2 separate regions of the Mus musculus genome follow, and region 2 is linked to region 1. Evidence: chromatin contacts called from public promoter capture Hi-C data. All regions are on one chromosome and are shown on one strand. The core of a region is the stretch at or near the end of the contact, and the rest is flanking DNA. Distances in the headings are between cores, read along the strand shown. Region 1 overlaps Zfp106 (zinc finger protein 106). Region 2 overlaps Stard9 (START domain containing 9).

Region 1 (5,218 bases), core at 1,341-3,840:
GACAGCTACAGTGTATTTACATATAATAAATAAATAAATCTTTAAAAAAAAAAAAAAAAAAGAGAGCAGAGTACTTGGCTGCATTTCCTCTACCCACAGAACCATCTTGATGGCTCTTAAATGGCCTTATGCCTGTAGTATTCTGGACATAAATTAGCTCCTTTTTCACAATATAGAATTAAAAATTCGGGGCTGGTGAGATGGCTCAGTGGATAAGAGCACCCGACTGCTCTTCCGAAGGTCCGCAGTTCAAATCCCAGCAACCACATGGTGGCTCACAACCATCTGTAACAAGATCTGACGCCCTCTTCTGGAGTGTCTGAAGACAGCTACAGTGTACTTACATATAATAAATAAATAAATCTTTAAAAAAAAAAAAAAAAAAAGAATTAAAAATTCATCTCTCTGGCATGGTAACACTTGCCTGTAAGCTCAGTACTTGCAACAGGGCTAAGAAGAATGTGAGTTGACTATCTAAAGAGACCCTGCAGCAGTCAGTCAATCAATCAATAAAAGTAAGTGGGTGATTTCATATAATTATGTCATTACAGGGGCATATAAGACTCAAAGAATAAGCATATCAGTGTCTAATCATAGCCTTTGATAATGGTTGATCATTTACATAGCTTAGCTATAATAGTTTTGTTGTGTATGAAAGAAACAAAAATTAGTGTCCTACCCATTTAACTTCCTAAAACAGAAGCGCAGGCTCCACCAGCTGCACTGAGGTCATGAGAATAGTATCTGAAGGACCGCACAGCCCAAGGGGTCAACAATCATGGTGCTATGGGCATCTTAAGACTAAGAAAGTCTTTTTCAAGGACTTACTTTTAAAATGTTAATATCTAGGGTAAAACTACATATTTCCTACCTATATTTAAATCTCTAACAAAAAGCAGGTCAGAGTATGTATAAATAATATTCAAGAAGAATCATTAAAATTTAGAGTTGGAAGTTTCCTCATCACATAGAAGGACTTTAACACTTGTGGACTTCATTAATTGTTCTCTCCTATTCTCTGTCACATTAATAAATAAGTCGTAGCACACACCTATAATCCCACCACCTAGGGAGACAGACACAGAAATTCAGAATCATCTTTCGCTATGAGCAAACTGAAAACTTGCTATGGCTACATGACTGCCTGGCTCAATTAAAAACAAACAAACAAAAAACTTCAGGCTATAAAATCAGGTAAGTAAAACCATAAATGCCTAACACATAAATACATAAACACAGATATACAAAATTAGGAAAAACAATTAGGGAACATATATTGTTCAAATAGTCTTGCTATTGTCAAACTTAAAATATTAATGTTTTAATATAATGTAATATTAATATTACATCTAGAGTGAACCAGGCACTGTATAGTTGTTAGGATGCCAAAGGTAAAATTCAGATTTAAGAAAAGCACCATGCTAATTTATAAGAGGTCATCCTTTCCCCTAAGAGATATTATTTGGGCAACAAAAAATATAATAATACAAATGATAAAAGATGAAATGTCTATTCATTTTACTTATACTCTACGGCTTTCTCATAGAAAAATTGGATAATAAGAACAGTTCAAGACACAGTAACCAAGACCATAGTTTTCAGGACTAAAAACAAGACTGAGTTTAAAGACAGATAATATAACAGTTCAAAAAAGCACTTCATAGTCCTTAGTCCTCAGATAGCAAACTCAAACAAAACTTAATATTTAAAATAAGATTAAGCTTTAAGGGTCTTAAAGTCAGGCTTACTTATCTTTCAATGTCAAATCACAAGGCTGAGTGTAGCTTAGGCTTACTTAGTAGAGTGTACTCTTTGCTGCACAAAGCTCTAGAGGCTCATCCTCAGGACAGAGAAGTTGTCTACATCTAATTCTATCTCAAAAAGCAAAACTAAAAACAAACCAACTTACCGACTTTGTTCTTTTCTTTCTTGTATTAACTGAACAAGTTCCTTATCAAAATACTCTTCCTCTTCCTCTTCCTTTCCATCATCTTCTCTTTCCTGGGCATCAACATTATCTTTGTGCAACTGGCCAGAAATGTGCTTTGCATATGCAGAGAGACCCACTTCTGTGACCCGGCACACTCGGCACTCATGACTAATGTCCCTAGGGAAAGAGGGAGATGAAGGACATTCAATGCTCCCCACTGGCATGGCACACTCACCAGATTGCTAGTTGCCTCTGAAAGACTCTGTATGCAGATGGCCACAGTGGAAGGTTAGAGGGAATCAAGTCGGTGCTCCTCTCACCACTGTTAGTATATTTGCTTATAAATTACTTTGGAATAAATTTAAGATTCTTTTCCAGCAATCAAGAGGTAAAACACTTCAAATTAATAGGCTTTAGGAGAAATCTTCTTGAATTGCTGTACTTAAAATCTTGCCGAAGGAAACATGGTGAAAGGGGAGGCAGGGCAGGGGGCTCAGAGCAAAGACAAGCTGCTCTGGGGCACACCCATGATGGCAGCTGCACTCAGAAAGCCTGGTGACAGCACATCCATTTAATCTCCAGCTCTAAAGTGCTCTTCCAGTGAAAGTTGGGGGTGGAGCAAAGAGGAGGGGGAACAGCCAATCTCAGCTTGGTAACTAAAAATTAAACAGCTGGCACTCTGCCTGGAATGTGAAGAGTCCGGACCCTGGCAAGAGACAGTAGTAGCAAATGTTCTTAGTCTGGATGATACATGTGACACACTGCTTCAGCAGGCTTATTTAAAGGGAATTGAAACCATGTCAAATGTAGGAAGTTAGCAGCTGTTAGGCAAATGTTTTCTCTCCAGTTTCAGAAAATGATGCAGTCCAGATACACACAAAATTGGCTTTTACCTAAACTGGTGATGACTGGCTTGCTTCTGTCTACTTTTTCTTCTACTTGACTCAATAGCAAAATCTCCTCTTTGGCCAGTCTTTTAAAGATTTCTTTTATATATATACACATACACTGCAGCTGTCTTCAGACACACCAGGAGAGGGCATTGGATCCCATTACAGATGGTTGTGAGCCACCATGTGGTTGCTGGGAATTGAACTCAGGACCTCTGGAAGAGCGGTCAGTGCTCTTAACTGCTGAGCTATCTATTTTTCCAACTGTGTTTGGCCAGTTTTAAGAATCAAAATCTTAAATCCTCTTTAATATGTAGCAGATCAATAATTTAACTGTTTCTAAGTTCTTTCAATCCCCTGATTACGTCATCTGTCTGTGCAACAATAATGAGAAGCGTGCAACTGTGGCTGTCCAATAATTCAAACTTAGTCTAAGTGCTTGTGCTATGGGTTTATAGTAGTGATATTTCTGTGATTCCCACACCAATGTGGGTATCTACATCTGTCTGCCTATATAAATCTCCAGACACATGCTATGAAACACACTCAGTCACCTCCCCCAACCCCCAGTTTTAACCAAACTCAATCAAAATAAGCAGAATTGACATGAATTAACAGAAGTCCTTGAAACTGAGCACTTCATTTACTAGAAGACACTTTCTGTTACAAATCACTTGAATGCCCATTTAAAGCAAAGCAAAACAAACACTTTACCAACAATTACTAAATGCCAAGCAAAACACTATGTTACTTAGTTACAAACTATAAAAACTCAAACAATGCCTGATACATCTTAAAATACAATCATGAGGGCTAGAAAGATGGCTCAGTAGTTAAGAACATTTTTCCTTGTCTCAGAGAATTTCTGAGGGCCATGGGATCTGACACCCATTTCTGACCTCTGTGGACACTGGTTCTCACATGGTATGCATTTACTACATAAATACACTAACATACAAAAAAATAAATCGCAGGGAACAAAATGCAATGCAGTTGGACAGGAAATGGTAGGTAGCATTGGGAGTGCAGGGCATAAGGCAATAGGTTTGATCTGCAGCATTGCACTAAGTAGAAGCAAACAGGAGGAACAACAATATGAACTAACCAGTACCCCCAGAGTTCCCTGGGACTAAACCACCAACCAAAGAAAACACATGGTGGGACTCATGGCTCTAGCTGCATATGTAGCAGAGGATGGCCTAGTCGGTCATCAATGGGAGGAGAGGCCCTTGGTCCTGTGAAGGTTCTAGGCCCTAGTATAGGGGAATGCCTGGGACAGGAAGCAGGAGTGGGTGGGTTGGGAAGCAAGGGGAGGGTGGAGGGGATAGGGGATTTTTCGGAGAGGAAATTAGGGAAGGGGATAACAATTGAAATGTAAATAAAGAAAATATCTAATAAAAAATATAATTAAAAAGTAGAAGAAGCAAGAGGAGACGGCAGTGGCTGCAGTCACTAACCCTAACCCTGCAGCACTTGGGAGGCAGAGGCAGAGACCAATGGATCTCTGTGAGTTCAAGGCCAGCCTGGTTCAAAAAGCAAGTTCCAGGGCTACACAAAGAAACCCTGTCTTGAAAAACAAAAATCAAAAAGTAACCCAACCCCCAATAAAGGAAACAGAAACAGCATTATTAAGGGACTGACAAGCAGACCTCTGTGGGTTCAAAGTCAGCCTAGTCCATCTATATACCAAGTTGTAGACCAGCCAGGGCCACAAAGGGAGACCCTGTCTCAAAAATGAAAGGGGGAGGGGGAGCTTGGAAGAGCAAAAGCAGTAGCAACTTTGGGCACACACCCACACCCAATACTGTTTCTTATTTTGAAAGAGTCTCTGAAAATGGAAAAATGTAGAAATCTTACACTTTTTTTTTTAAACTTTGTAGCACAAATGCTTTCATTTAAAAATTTTAAAATGAAGAACTCTGACCAGGTTCCCTAAAAATATCAATGGGTTACCCAAAAATCAATGTTCTAATTCCATACTATCCTATAATATTTTAATGCATTATTTTCTAACCACGTCTATATATTTAAAGATATGTTTAAAGATTAAAGGAATGTAGAAGCTGGGAAATGGTGGCGCACGCCTTTGATCCCAGCACTTGGGAGGCAGAGGCAGGCGGGTTTCTGAGTTCGAGGACAGCCTGGTCTACAGAGTGAGTTCCTGGACAGCCAGGGCTACACAGCGAAACCCTGTCTTGGAAAAAAAAAAAAAAAAAAAAAAGAAAGAAAGAAAGAAAGAGAGAGAGAGAGAGAGAGAGAGAGAGAGAGAGGAAGGAAGGAAGGAAGGAAGGAAGGAAGGAAGGAAGGAAGGAAGGAAGGAAGAGAAAGGAAAAGAAAAGAAAAAGAGAAAAGAAAAGGAAAGAAAAGAGAAAAGAAAAGAAAAGAAAAGAAAAGAAAA
Region 2 (5,218 bases), core at 693-3,192, 100 kb after region 1:
TTATTTTATCCATCTGAACCAAGGAAGTGGGTTATTATACACAACTGAACCAGGAGGCAGGTTTAGCCAAACTTAGTAAGAGGTTTCAATGGAGAAGCAATTCCAGGCTGTAGTCATCCAGAAGGAGGGAGCTTTGATGGAGTTTCTGCATACACTGTTTTTAGCTGAAGACAGTCAATTTTAACATCCATACTTGGACCAGATGACGGCTTTGCCATTCCCATAGGTCTGACATTGGGGTCCTTGACATGGCTGTGTTCCTGTCAAAATACACATTCACTCAGGACCTTACCCACTCCTCAGAGGTCCTGAACCTGCTTTGTAACTGAGGTGACCTTGAATTTCTGGTCTTCTTGCTTTCGCTAGGATTACAAGCAGGCACCACCAAGCCTGCTTTTAAACAGAGATGGGGATCAAACCCAGAGCTCCATGTATGCTAGGCAAATTAATGTATAATATGTATTCCTAGAAACTTATTTCAAAAATGAAGGCTAGACACAAATCATTAAGTCAGTCCCTCTCACACACATGCATGCCCACATGCAATTTTTGCAAATACAGAATTGTCCTTAAATTGTCAGGAAGGGCTGGTGAGATGGCTCAGTGGGTAAGAGCACTGACTGCTCTTCCAAAGGTCCAGAGTTCAAATCCCAGCAACCACATGGTGGCTCACAACCATCCGTAACAAGATCTGACACCCACTGAACTTGGAGAGTGAATGAAAGCTTTGGGAAAAGAATAATAAAGAAAGTGGGAAAGTGGCAGAAACCAAAAAGGGATTTTGGAGGTACATCAGGAGCAGAAATATAAAGGACAAAAATGGAGTAGAAACGGAGCAGCAGGCACTGTTAGAATTATTTCCATTGCAGAGTGGTTATATCTCCATTTAAGGGTAGCTTTAGGCTCTTGAGAGAGTGAGCAGCTTCTTAAGGTCTCACAACTGAGCGAAGCACCAACAATCAAATCCTTGACTGGTGACAGCAGAGTCTGGACCTGTGCACGCGGCATCCTTCACAGTTTGTTCCTATCTTTCTAGTGCTACATGTCCTAAATGACCTAGTAATGACTATAAATTAATTGTTCAATTAACAATTCGGTGGGTGACAGAGACAGTTTTGTTTTTATTTTTAATGACGGGTTTGTGTGTGAGCATATATGAAGAGGGTGTTGGATCCCCTGGAGTTGAGGTTCCACATGGAGAGGGTGCTGGACCCCCTGGAGTTGAGGTTCCACGTGGTTTTGAGCAGCATGATGTGGATGCTGGCAACTGAACTTGTGTCTAAGGCTGGAGGAATGGGTCATCCGTTAAGAGCACTTGTTGCTCCAGCCAGAGGGCCTAGGTTCGATTCCTAGTGCCCACATGGTAGCTCATAACCATCTGTAACTCTAGTTCTAGGAGATCCAAAGACGTCTTCTTTCTGGCATCTGAGAGTACTGTGCACAGACAGACATGCATGCAAGTAAAACACTCATATACATAAAAATAATAAAATGTAAAAACAAACAAAAGCAGACCCTAATCTTTTTTTTTTCTTTTTTGTAGCATTCAGAATTGATCCTAGTACTTTTTTTTTTAATGTGCCAGGCACACAATTCTGCCCAGAGCTACATTCCTAGGCTCACCTTCGTGAACCTTGTTGCCCATTATAAGGCAGCATCCCAGTTGCTTTGGTTATAACACAGATGTCAGAGTTTCTCTGCCTTTTCCTAGGCTCATGCATGGGCTGGGGGAGCTCAGCCACATGTGGGTGTCAGAGAATTTTCTCATGAATATTTGCAGAGCTATGTACATTCCATCCCTAGTGTTGTTTCTTTCCATTCAAGATGGCGTCAGAAGTAAAAGGGAGAGACGTTTATAAGAAAAAGCCCTTTTGTACAGCAACTGGATGGGGCTTGGCAGGCCTGCGAGGGGTAGGGAGAGAGGCGTGAGCCATTCACTGCAGTTTGCAGCCTCTGCCAGCAGCGCAGCTGCTCGGCTCCCTAAGCGTGGCCCTGTGCTGGACTTGGAAGGAATAAGATCATTCTTTTGGCATTGTCTGACTTGTTTTTCCCCCTTCCCTTAAACTTCACTGTGACTCTTAGAAGATTAGCTTCTAGATTCATAGAAACATCTGAGGAACAGAGTTCCCTGACACTGGAGGTTGCTGCTGGGGCCAAATTCCTATACAAAAATAGGCAGGAAGCCTGGAGAATTGTTTTAAAATGCGAAACATAGTTTGAAGTGGTTGTTTGTTTGTTTGTTTGTGTGTTTTGTTTTGTTTTCCCCTGAGTGAGTCAAGGGTAATAGGAATTTCTGGGATATCTGGAGCCTTGCGGGTCTAGGCTGAGAAGAGGTTGTCTGTGAGGGAGGAACACTTGATAGACAGTTTCTGAGACAGTTGTCCTTGATGTTACCCAGTGTCTGTGAGAGAGGAACACTTGATAGACAGTTTCTGAGACAGTTGTCCTTGATGTTACCCAGTGTCTGTGAGAGAGGAACACTTGATAGACAGTTTCTGAGACAGTTGTCCTTGATGTTACCCAGTGTCTGTGAGAGAGGAACACTTGATAGACAGTTTCTGAGACAGTTGTCCTTGATGTTACCCAGTGTCTGTGAGAGAGGAACACTTGATAGACAGTTTCTGAGACAGTTGTCCTTGATGTTACCCAGTGTCTGTGAGAGAGGAACACTTGATAGACAGTTTCTGAGACAGTTGTCCTTGATGTTACCCAGTGTCTGTGAGAGAGGAACACTTGATAGACAGTTTCTGAGACAGTTGTCCTTGATGTTACCCAGTGTCTGTGAGAGAGGAACACTTGATAGACAGTTTCTGAGACAGTTGTCCTTGATGTTACCCAGTGTCTGTGAGAGAGGAACACTTGATAGACAGTTTCTGAGACGGTTGTCCTTGATGTTACCCAGGTGGTCTCGCTTGCATCTGCAATGCTGAGAACTGGTCTTAGGCTCTCATCCGGCTCTTCACACTTGGGCTTGTTCTGAGGTCCATTGGGGTCGTCAACTGATTAAAGAAGAAGCACCTGCCAATGGCGATGACTGCTCTGAAGAGTCTGTGGGAAAGTGATTTGGAAAATCTTCTAAGCAAGAGGAGAAAGTAGCCCTTTAAAAGACCCAAACTCTCTTTTATTTACACATGCATGCCACTGAGTTCGTGTGGAGGTCAGAGGACAGCTTTGGAGAGTCAGTTTTCTCCTTCTGCCCTTTGGAGGGTCCTGTGCATTGAACTCAAGTGCCGAGGCTGGCTTGGCAAGAGCTTCTTCATCTTGCTGGCTCCAAAGGTAGCCTTTTAAACAAAGTGTCTATATATCTGTCACAGTAGATAGTTGTGTCCAGCCTGGCTGACAGCTACTGGTTTCCCCAGAGGAAGCCTCTTTCTTGCTCAGCCTCCCCAGGTGCTAAATCTTCCCCCTTTACGCTCTGGAGCAAGTCCGGTCCAAGTCAGCACTGTCTCAGTAGTCTTTGGTTTAGAGAGCCAGCACAGCTGATCAACAAAAGGCCACTTCTGTGGGGGAATGGAGTTGGGAGAGATGGTGTCATTATGTAGCATAGGCTGGCCTTGAACTTTCAGTCTTCTTGCCTCGATGCTGGGATTATAGGCATACGCCAGCACACCTAGCACACAGTGCTCCTGAGTGCATTGTTCAGAGAAGCATGAAGAAGTGTGGGGCTGATGTTTCTCTCTTTTGTGACCAGCAACAAGAAAAACAGCATGAAGAACAGGAAGGTGGGAAAGGCACATACATGCCCAAGGGCCTTGAGCATGATAGGGTTTTGTGTGTGGTGGATATTATCATGATACATTGTCAAACAGTAAGTAAAAAAGATTATAAATCAAAACAAAAGAAAGCAAAATTATTTGGAGGAGGAGGAAGAGGAGGAGAAGATGATTCTGCCATAGTCTAGCTGTGTTTGTAGGCTTTTCTCAATTGTTCTCCACTTTTTTTTTTTCTTTTGAGGTAGGGTCTCTTCTGAACCCAGGCTCACCAAATCTAGCTGCCCTACCTACCTAGCTGTAGGGACTCCCCCATTCCTGATTCCTAAATGCTGGGAGTACGGGTGGTTACTATACCAACCTAGATTTTTTATTTAAAAAAATTATTATTTTTAAGACAGAGATGCTGGAGCTATGAGTGCTCTATCTATTGAGCTATCCTCCTCAGTTCCATAATGTGGAAAATAACACACATTTTAAGCAAGTATTTGATGAAATTTCAAGGGAGGCGTATACCAGGTGTGGTAGCATCTCCCTTTAATCCCAGCGTTTGGGAGGCAGAGGTGAGTGGATCTCTGTAAGGCCAGCCTGGTCTATGTAAACATAGTTATTTCCAGGACATCCAGAGCCTGTCTCAAAAAACCAAAGGGCATTGGGGGGGGGGCAGATAATTTTTATTCTCAGTGATGGGAAGAAAGAGTGTTATGATGGTTTGAATATGCTTGGTCCAGGGAGTGGTATATTAGGAGGTGTGGCCTTGTTGGAGGAAGTGTGTCACTGTGAGGGTGGGCTTTGAGATCCTCCTCCTAGCCATGTGGGAGTCAGTCTTTTGTTTGCCGTCAGAACAAGGTGTAGAACTCTCAGCTCCTCTAGTGCCATGCCTGTCTAGATGCTGCCATGCTTTCTGCCTTGATGATAATGAACTGAACCTCTGAAACTGTGAGCCAGCCCCAATTAAATGTTCTTTAAAGAGTTGCCTTGGTCATGGTGTCTCTTCACAACAATGGAAACCCTAACTAAGACAAGTCTCAAAAACTCTAGTTCGTTCATATTAGAGAAGATGGGGAGGAAAGAGTAAGAGCTGGAGAAAGATAAAGGGTGTGAGGTGCTGACTTCCAGCTGCGACGTGGTTGCTGCACTCTAACTCAAAGCAGCTGTGATGACTTGCATACAAGCTGGATTACATTGAGCCTGCCAGAAGGGCTGTAGGGCTCCACCCTTGCTTGAGGATTTTTTAGCAGTTAACAATGGTAGGAGAGAGAGACATTGTCTTCAGTGGAGTGGCCACGGATAAAGTGCACATTTCTGTAATTCCTTGAAAAATAAAAGAGCAGAGGAAGAGACATGAAAGTAAAAAGGGAGGAGTTAGGAAGAGGAAGTGAGAGGGATTTAGTATGAGGGAAGAAGAAAGGGAGATTAGCTGGGTGAGTATAATTGAAATATAGTATGTAAGATTCATAATGGGACCCATTATGTATAGTTAATATATGCTAATACAAACATTTTAA

What was found. Capture Hi-C pulls out chosen DNA fragments and counts their contacts.
Region 2: a contact with region 1 is called in a promoter capture Hi-C map of adipose tissue. The contact joins two enhancer-like sites. A contact is called at or near these places in 3 of 39 promoter capture datasets (frontonasal cranial neural crest, hematopoietic stem and progenitor cells and pre-B cells) and 3 of 9 other capture datasets (adipose tissue, liver and pancreatic islet).

What each region holds. Positions count from the first base shown.
Region 1 is chr2:120,537,386-120,542,603 of GRCm38.p6, forward strand. Zfp106 (zinc finger protein 106) reads right to left here. Exons shown (of 22, transcript NM_011743.3): 4 at 1,910-2,107. Among named protein-coding and RNA genes, the nearest start is that of Zfp106, 24 kb to the right of the region's middle. Within about 2 kb of position 2,591, at least 151 of the 459 cell types and tissues checked have an H3K27ac peak or open chromatin away from gene starts, as enhancers often do. A contact at or near this core is called in adipose tissue, where this site is marked.
Region 2 is chr2:120,642,104-120,647,321 of GRCm38.p6, forward strand. All of the region lies in intron 3 of Stard9 (START domain containing 9), which reads left to right. Among named protein-coding and RNA genes, the nearest start is that of Stard9, 16 kb to the left of the region's middle. Within about 2 kb of position 1,943, at least 58 of the 459 cell types and tissues checked have an H3K27ac peak or open chromatin away from gene starts, as enhancers often do. A contact at or near this core is called in adipose tissue, where this site is marked.